2 separate regions of the Zea mays genome follow, and region 1 is linked to region 2. A link is a contact called in public HiChIP or PLAC-seq data. All regions are on one chromosome and are shown on one strand. Each heading gives the region's core, a stretch centred on a gene start, on an enhancer-like site or on the middle of the called end of the contact. The rest is flanking DNA. Distances are from core to core; before and after follow the strand shown. Region 1 holds the start of LOC542610 (60S ribosomal protein L26-1). Region 2 holds the start of LOC109944961 (AP2/ERF and B3 domain-containing protein).

The links. HiChIP or PLAC-seq counts read pairs in DNA pulled down with a chosen protein or histone mark.
Region 1: a contact with region 2 is called in an H3K4me3 HiChIP or PLAC-seq map of leaf, with 3 times the contacts expected there. The contact joins the promoter of LOC542610 here to the promoter of LOC109944961 in region 2. A contact is called at or near these places in 5 of 25 Hi-C or Micro-C datasets (bundle sheath, ear, leaf and 2 more) and 1 of 3 datasets of contacts at active chromatin or transcription factors (leaf).

The regions. Positions count from the first base shown.
Region 1 is chr3:19,703,303-19,707,758 of Zm-B73-REFERENCE-NAM-5.0, reverse strand. LOC542610 (60S ribosomal protein L26-1) reads left to right here and starts at 2,931. Exons shown (of 1, transcript NM_001305880.1): 1 at 2,931-3,743. The coding sequence starts at 3,034. The coding sequence ends at 3,507.
Region 2 is chr3:19,547,883-19,552,348 of Zm-B73-REFERENCE-NAM-5.0, reverse strand. LOC109944961 (AP2/ERF and B3 domain-containing protein) reads left to right here and starts at 1,405. Exons shown (of 1, transcript XM_020550729.3): 1 at 1,405-3,117. The coding sequence starts at 1,684. The coding sequence ends at 2,820.

The DNA of each region.
Region 1 (4,456 bases), core at 1,682-4,181, 150 kb before region 2:
TAATTCACCGGACTGTCCGGTGCACACCAGACAGTGTCCGTTGCCCCAAGGAAGAGCGGCTCTGGAACTCGCCAGCCTCGGGAATTCGCTCCGCTATAATTCACCGGACGTGTTCGGTGTACACCGGACTGTCCGGTGAGCCAGCGGAGCAACAGCTACTTCGCGCCAACGGTCACCTGCAGGCGCATTTAATGCGCGCCAGAAGCACGCAGAAGTCAGGCACGCGCGCGCTGGCACACTAGACACTCTACAGTACATGTCCGGTGTGCCACCGGACATCCAGGCGGGCCCAGAAGACAGAGCTCCAACGGTCGGAACCCAACGACCTTGGTGACGTGGCTGGCGCACCGGACATGTCCGGTGTGCACCGGACTGTCCGGTGCACCATGCGACAGACAGCCCCACCAAACGGCTAGTTTGGTGGTTGGGGCTATAAATACCCCCAACCACCCCTCATTCAAGACATCCAAGTTTTCACACTTCCAACCACTTACAAGAGCTAGACATTCAATACAAGACACACCCAAGTGATCAAATCCTCTCCCAAATTCCACAAAAGCATTAGTGACTAGGGAGAGTGATTTGTTGTGTTTCTTTGAGCTCTTGCGCTTGGATCGCTTGTTTTCTTTCTCATTCTTTCTTGTGAACAAACACTCAATTGCAACCAAGGCAAGAGACACCAATTGTGTGGTGGTCCTTGCGGGGAAGTTTTATTCCCGGTTGATTTGAGAAGAGAAAGCTCACTCGGTCCGAGGGACCGTTTGAGAGAGGGAAAGGGTTGAAAGAGACCCGGTCTTTGTGACCACCTCAACGGGGAGTAGGTTTGCGAGAACCGAACCTCGGTAAAACAAATCCGCGTGTCACTCTTTATTTGTTTGCGATTTGTTTTGCGCCCTCTCTCGCGCACTCATTATATTTCTAACGCTAACCCGGCTTGTAGTTTGTGTTTAAGTTTATAAATTTCAGTTTCACCCTATTCACCCCCCCTCTAGGCGACTTTCAGACTCCCTTGTGAGTGACCTGACGAGCGTTAGCCTCACGCCCAAAGCATCGACATCAACATGCGTCACCCCCATCGCCGACTCCACTGGCTCCCCCTGTAGCACGATGGGCGCAGGCCCCGCCGGCTCCCCCACATGGGTCGAGTGATGCCATCTTCGCCGGCTCCTCCACCTGTGGATCAGGAGGCATCGGCTTCGCCCACTCCTCCTATGGAGCAGGAGGTGTTGGCTCCAACACTTGCCATGGGAGAACCTTCTATATTCAACCCCCATCCACTTTCAAGCGAGCTTCGACACAAGAACCTACACTAGCATGTATGCTAATCTCCCCTTCCCCTTGGGGTGCCTAGACTCTAAGGAGGAAGACGATTCGGGTCGTGACCTAGACTTTACCGGGCTCCGTGATCCTGAGGCCATGCAACACTTCCTATTTGCATGCGACGACCTCCTCTTCGACGGCTCCAATGACTACAACTCCGCCGATGAGGGTTACGACCCGACTCGGGAGTGCTTTCGTGCAGGGCACGAGGAGCATGACAAAGGGAACTATCTCGGCATGCCAAGGAGGCCAACGCCCCCGCACGTCGCGGAGCCAAGGGAGCAGGGTGTGGCTCAGACCTTTGACGGGAGTCACATAGCCCACCTCGAGCAGCTCCACAAGCTACACGCCAAGCTCGGGGAAGAGCAACAACGACTGCAGTAGCTTCGACAAGTTCTCGAGCGGGAAGCAGCAGGTGGAGCCCTTGACGAGGGAGCACGCGCCAAGGCACGCGATGTCCACCATCACATCATGGAAGAAGCTGAGGTTGAAGCCCCTTCGGCATTTTCACAGGGCCTGCCAGAACCTTGCTACGACATCAATCCTGGTCCGAACAATGCCGGAACCATCCACCACCGAGGGACGTCGAATCCATGGTTAATTCAGGGGTCTCTTAGAGTGCGCTGCAGTCTAGCAGGTCGAGAGCTCTGCCTCGGAACAACGAACGGGGCCTTCTCGCCAAGAGAGAGAGGCCTCGGCCCGAGCCCGCGAAGGAAAAAGGTCCCGAAGTCCCGGTTCGCCTCCTCGACAACCGCGTAGAACCGTCGTGTTCACGGCCGCCTCGGTGGGCAGCTACACCACGACGATCGACGACATGCCAATAAAATTTTGATTGGGTTGATATACACTTATACTTAGTAACTGCTAATAAAATTTTGACCAACTTCTTTTAAAGCAGTGCTCATCATATGATGTATTTATTTACTTATTTTGTACATAACCTCTATTATATAATAAAGATGTGATATTGATTTCTGTCACATGAGTCATCATATGTGTGAGACTTGATTTTAACACATATTTGAGACGCACCCATATTTACCCTTAAATTCGAGATATGATAAACTTGTTGCATCATACAGTGATGTTGCAGGCACTTACGAGGTTGCTAACGAGAGGTAGGCAGCAAGAGAGACAAATCTTGATGCGATCCTTCACTAGCACATGTAACTCCATTAAATTAAATTGGTTCACCAAAACTAGATTAAAAATTGAACTACTATCTAAATATTAGGAAATATAGAAGACCAAGCTATTTTTTACTCCTAATAGCTATTTAGCAACTTGTTGAGCATGAGTTTATGAAGTTTTTTTAGAAAAACTATTAGAGTTACTCTAACTAACTATTGACAAATAATGAATTAGGTCTGGTTTCCTAATCCATAACCAGAACCTTTCTACTATCTCATTCCATTTTTCATTTCTCTATCTCAGTGACTATCCAAACGTCACCTAAATCGATATAGCCCATATCCCATAGCAAACAAAAAAAAGCCCAACTCAACCACCCATTCCATCCAACAGATCGACGCCGTCCGACGCGAATCGAACGTCCCCACAGCGATTACACAAAACCCTAGCAGCACACCAGCTATATAATCCTTCTGCCGACTACCACCAGCCGCCTCCACTCGCTCCCCCACACAGAAAACCCTAGCCGCCGCCACCGAAGCGGCCTCCCAGGTAAGCAAGAGCGTCCACCCCGCCGCCGCCATGAAGCGCAATCCCCGCGTCACGAGCTCTCGCCGGAAGTGCCGCAAGGCGCACTTCACGGCCCCGTCCTCCGTCCGCCGCGTTCTCATGTCCGCCGGGCTGTCGACGGAGCTCCGCCACAAGTACAACGTGCGCTCCATCCCGATCCGCAAGGACGACGAGGTGCAGGTCGTGCGCGGCACCTACAAGGGCCGTGAGGGGAAGGTGGTGCAGGTGTACCGCCGCCGCTGGGTCATCCACGTCGAGCGGATCACCCGCGAGAAGGTGAACGGCTCCACCGTGAACGTGGGCATCCACCCCTCCAAAGTGATCGTCACCAAGCTGAAGCTCGACAAGGACCGTAAGGCTCTCCTCGACCGCAAGGCCCGGGGCCGCGCCGCCGACAAGGCTAAGGGCAAGTTTACTGCCGACGACGTCGCTGCAGCCGCCGCTGGTGGCGCCGCCACCGGCGCCTCTCTCCAGGAGATCGACTAGACTCTTCACGGTCATCTGATGGTTGTCGTACCGCCTTTTCCTCATCTCTTTTGTTTTTGCTACCAATGATTATGTGATAGAGGTTTTATGTTATTTGAAAACTGCTCTGTGCCTGGATGAGAGTTTTTGGAACATAATGTGAACCTGTGTGTCTGTGACCTGAGCTTTGAAGATCTCATTATGTGGTTAATGTCTCCTTGTAGTATCTTCTAAATGGTTGCTGTGATTTGTCTTCACTCTATTACCTGTCTGATGCATGTAGCGTTTTTTTGCTAATTTTATATTACAGTCTGTTAAATTAGCTAGAATTATTGTTTGTAGGATGTATTTCGAATTATCTAACTGTGGGGAAACAATTTATATTAATTGCCGATCTAGTTATTCTGAACGTTTTAAATTTGACACATTTCAGATATTTTTCATCAGCAGCCAGTATGCATGCATGTATTGTTCGTTTGCCTTGGTTGGAGGGGGGGGGGGGGGGGGCGTCGTTTAATCTTGATCCTAAAAAACCTTCATGACTTCATCAGCCATATTGGGATCAGGCGAACTAAGGCCTTTGGCACGTTCTATGGTTGTGTATGTTAAGTTTTTGTATGTTCTGTTCTTGTTTTCCTTGTTATCGAGTTACAGTTTGCTAGTACATCAAACATGCTTATGCAGGTAACTTGTTGGCGTCGAATTATGTTTCCAATGGCTAATGTTAGCCTAAACCCTTGTTTAGCCCCTGTTATGCTTGCCTGTTACTGAGGACTAGCAATTTTAAATAACTATGTTAATACTTTTATTCATTATCGTGAGAGCCTAACGACTGTTTGAAATATATCATGTTTTTGCTTTGAAACAAATTGCTCAGTTTGAATGAGTGAAAATTTGTTGAACTGAGCCGTCCTGAATGCTTGCTGATTCTTTAGCGAAACATTTGATCTTTTCTTTGGCGTGGAAAACA
Region 2 (4,466 bases), core at 156-2,655:
ATATAAATTTATTCAAACTTGGGATGCTTTGACTCCAAATTTTTTTTTGAAAGTGGGAATGATCTATAAGCTAGGATGAAGGGGTATGTATCATGTCTCATGTGTGCGCTTTAGCTTAAACAAATTTGGTGGCCAGTCCCCCCGCACAAAAAAGAAGCCTACACATGGTCCGAAGAAAAGTCAGCACACTTTGCATTCTCTCGCCACCTTGTACTAATGTGAAAGCATGCCGCGCCAAGACTCGTCGTTGGATATTGAAAGTCCTAGATCGATGGACAGAAACTAAAAAGAGCTGTGTGAGCATGACTGGAGAACTAAAAACAGACGAAGAAAATAATGTGGGCGTTTCCAGGAATCTATTTATTATTATATGAACCAAAATAAACTGCAGCAGCGGATATATATATATATATACCGTGTCCTTTCAGAAACTAGAATCACAAGTGTGAATATATATGTACTTTATAGAGAGAGAGAAAAAAAAAGTCTACAAGACATTATTACGTTTCAAATTTAAAACCGACCTACATATATGTGTGTTTTTTTTTTATAAATTCATCATGCACCATTGGATCGCCCATGTGTTATATATAGTTTGGCATCTAGCTAGCATCACTACTTGATTTTGTTGATTCGTTGTCCCATGCACCATGATGACAGGATACTTTGGCACCCAAACCAATAGAGAAAAACTAAGGACATGTTTGGATCCTACAAGCTAAAATAAAAATGACTAAAATTTATTCACTTAGGAGCTAAAGATCTGAACAGGAACAACTAAAAGTGACTAGAATGGTAAAAAAAACATCAATTTACTCACTTTTATCTCTACCTGTTTGGATGTTTGGATCTTCAGCTCTTAAATAACTAAACTGTAATCACTTTTGCATTAGCTCCTAGGATCCAAACATGCTCTAAATGGGGTTAATCTCGATGGTAAAAACATGTCAAACTCTCAGAGAACTTGCTCTTGTCCTTTTACTAGGGATAGGAAATGAGTCTGTAGCTCAACTGATTAAGGTAAGAGGTATGTTCATACTTTCCATAGAAACCCTTGGTTATAGTTATATACCAAGTACTGGTTTTATTTGTTTTCTTTTTTTTTTCTCGCGGTATACTTAATTTTAACGTTTTCTTATACATGCGCGATGCTTGATTATAGCACGCAGCCGACGTATAGGTATCAAGTACATTGCACGAGTCATACACGTCTACATCCGCATTCAAGTTGAGAAAAAAAGTACAATAGAAAAAAAATTCAACATCTGGAAATATATTTTGCTAAAGGATTGGAATTAAACTAGCTAGGCCTCAGGGTATATACGCAAACATGTGCATGGTTCCAAAATAGAAACATGTCATTCTCTATATATAGAGCGTCGCGCGGCAGCAGCATACCATACTACCACGCCCTCACAGGCCTGCATCATCTATCTTCTTGTATATCATCTTGTCCCAGCCCTAGCAAGCAAGCAAGCCTAGAACAGTAAAGTCTCGTCAATAATTCCATACTGTTTCTAGCTATCGCCTAGCGGCAGCGGCGAATACTATCACAGTCCGGCATCATCAGATAGAGGCTGCTCTGCTGCAGGCAGTACGCAAGCACGCACACACGCCAAGAAACCAAAGCGAAGATAGCACTCCAGAGGGAGCAGCGCGAGCTGTACGTAGCTGTAGCTCATCATGGGTATTGAGAGCATGAGCCCCACGGCGGCGGCGCCGGAGGACAGCTCTTCCGCCGCGTCCACGGCCACCACGGAGTCCGCCGCCGCCGCGCAGCCGCCGCCCGCTGCCGCACCACCAGGCGGCGGCGCGGTCGGCGGCGGAGACGCCGTCGCCGTCTCGCCGGCGGCGGACGAGCAGGCCGTCACGTCGCAGCCGTCGGCGGTGCCGCAGGGCTCCTCGCGCTTCAAGGGCGTGGTGCCGCAGCCCAACGGCCGCTGGGGCGCGCAGATCTACGAGCGCCACGCCCGGGTGTGGCTCGGCACGTTCGCCGACGAGGAGGCCGCGGCGCGCGCCTACGACGTGGCCGCGCTCCGCTACCGCGGCCGCGAGGCGGCGACCAACTTCCCGGGCGCCGGCGCGTCGGCGCCCGAGCTCGCCTTCCTGGCCGCCCACTCCAAGGCGGAGATCGTCGACATGCTGCGGAAGCACACCTACGCCGACGAGCTGCGCCAGGGCCTGCGGCGCGGCCGCAGCCGCGCGCAGCCCACGCCGGCCTGGGCGCGCGTGCTGCTGTTCGACAAGGCGGTCACGCCCAGCGACGTCGGCAAGCTCAACCGCCTCGTGGTCCCCAAGCAGCACGCCGAGAAGCACTTCCCGCTGAAGCGCGCGCCGCCGTCGGTGGAGGCGCAGGCGCCCACCACCGCCAAGGGCGTGCTCCTCAACTTCGAGGACGGGGAGGGCAAGGTGTGGCGGTTCCGCTACTCCTACTGGAACAGCAGCCAGAGCTACGTGCTCACCAAGGGCTGGAGCCGCTTCGTCAGGGAGAAGGGCCTCCGAGCCGGGGACACCATCGTCTTCTCCCACTCCACGTACGGCTCGGAGAAGCAGCTCTTCATCGACTGCAAGAAGACCAAGACGACGACGCCCGCCACCGACGGGGTACCGGTACCATCACCAGCACCAGCGGAGAAACCAAGCGAGGCCCGTGTAGTCAGGCTGTTCGGCGTCGACATCGCCGGAGCCGGGTGCCACCACCAGAAGCGCGCACGGCCGGTGGAGATTTCGTTCGACCATGGGCCGCAGGCGGAGTCGTTCAAGAAGCAATGCGTGGCTCATCATCACCGCTCTCCTGCCCTAGGTGCCTTCTTGTTATAGCAGCGATGCTAGTATACACATAGTACTCTAGTCCTTCCTCCTCTTTCTTCGATCTTCATGTCGTCTCGGCCGCCTGCTTGATCTTGAATTCAATTACTCGGCTCGTCTTTGCAAAAACTTAAGTTTAAGTAAGACTGCAAGTTAAACTAGTTGTATGTACATCATTAGGCAATCTTGAGTTGCTAGACGATACTATGTAGTAGTTCCTATAATTAAGATCTCATGCAAGTTTGTGCCATCGAGTGCAGCAATAAGTTGATTGCATCTGCTAGAGACTAAACATGTGTGCTTGCATCTTGTTCTCATGTGTTGGATCGATTCAGCCTTTGCCTATTTGGCAACACACATGCCGTCTATAGTTTGGTTATTTTTGCTGCAACAGTTCACATCATGCACGAATAACTAGTCGATAGATGTTGCACACTTGTACTATAGGTTGCGGGTGTTATATATCATCAATCAAAAGACAATCCAAGTTTTTCTAGATACTGAAAGAAGTCAAAGTTGAAGATGCAGTTAGAGAGTGATTGAGGATTCAGATCAGTTTCATTCTATCTACATGCATATATAGCAATTTTTGAATCTCCTCTTATTACTGTGCTATAGATTGGTTTCGTCCTTCGTTCACTCACAGTGACTATATTCATAGTAGATCGCTGCAGTTTCGTTCATTCAAAAGGATTGACGGATCTTATTAGTACTGATTCTGTAATAGCTAGACTGTAGAGAGAGAGCTGGGTAAGATCGTACACCCCTTTATTTCCTCAATGAAAAAAAGATCTCGTACACCTCAGAAGAGTACTGTATACACATCAGCTATTCCTATTTCTCCTACAAAGCCTATAGTCCATAACTCAAATGCTGTTTATTTTCCTTTCTTCATACATAACTTTCTTGATTTTCTTGTATCGTATGTCAGCTACTCTATCGTGTTTCCAATGGCTTTTAGATCTTTCAAACCGATTTCTGTGAGCAAAAACACGCACTTTTCGATCATATAGCGTTTGTGGACACCTATAAAAACGTACAGTAAGATTTACTCCAATATCTATTTCGTACTGCATCTAGCAGCTTACTCATCTACATCTCTTATTTCAAACTACACCCTCTAAATAGTATAGTCTTCAGTACAGTGTTTTGCAGGACCATGTGCACGATCTGCTAGCTTTAGCCTTACTCCCTTGGTCCTCCAATAAGAGCACATCTTAAGTTTTATACAAAATAGTATTAATAGATAGACCTATTTCTCTTGAAAAGTGATACATGAAAGAAAGATCCCTTTTATTTCAAAATAAGGTAATCTCCTTTAGGCCACTCCCGGTGGGAGTTTTATCATAGTTTCATTCTTATTAAATGAGATGACACATCACCATATTTGATGACATGACATTGATATTTATGATGAGAGAGATAGAGTTTCATGGAAGGGGGAGAGGGTTTCATCCAGATGAAACTCAGGATACACTGTTTCATAGACAAAAGATGACGTGTCACTTTTGAAAACCGTGCAATGAAACTTCCACTGGGAATGGCCTTAGGGTTCAGGTTCCCCAATCCTGGTTAAAGTTATCTCTAGCAGCTCTTCTATGTCACCTCCTATTCTAAACTCCGCTCTATAAACAGTACAAAACAGTGTCCATGTGCAC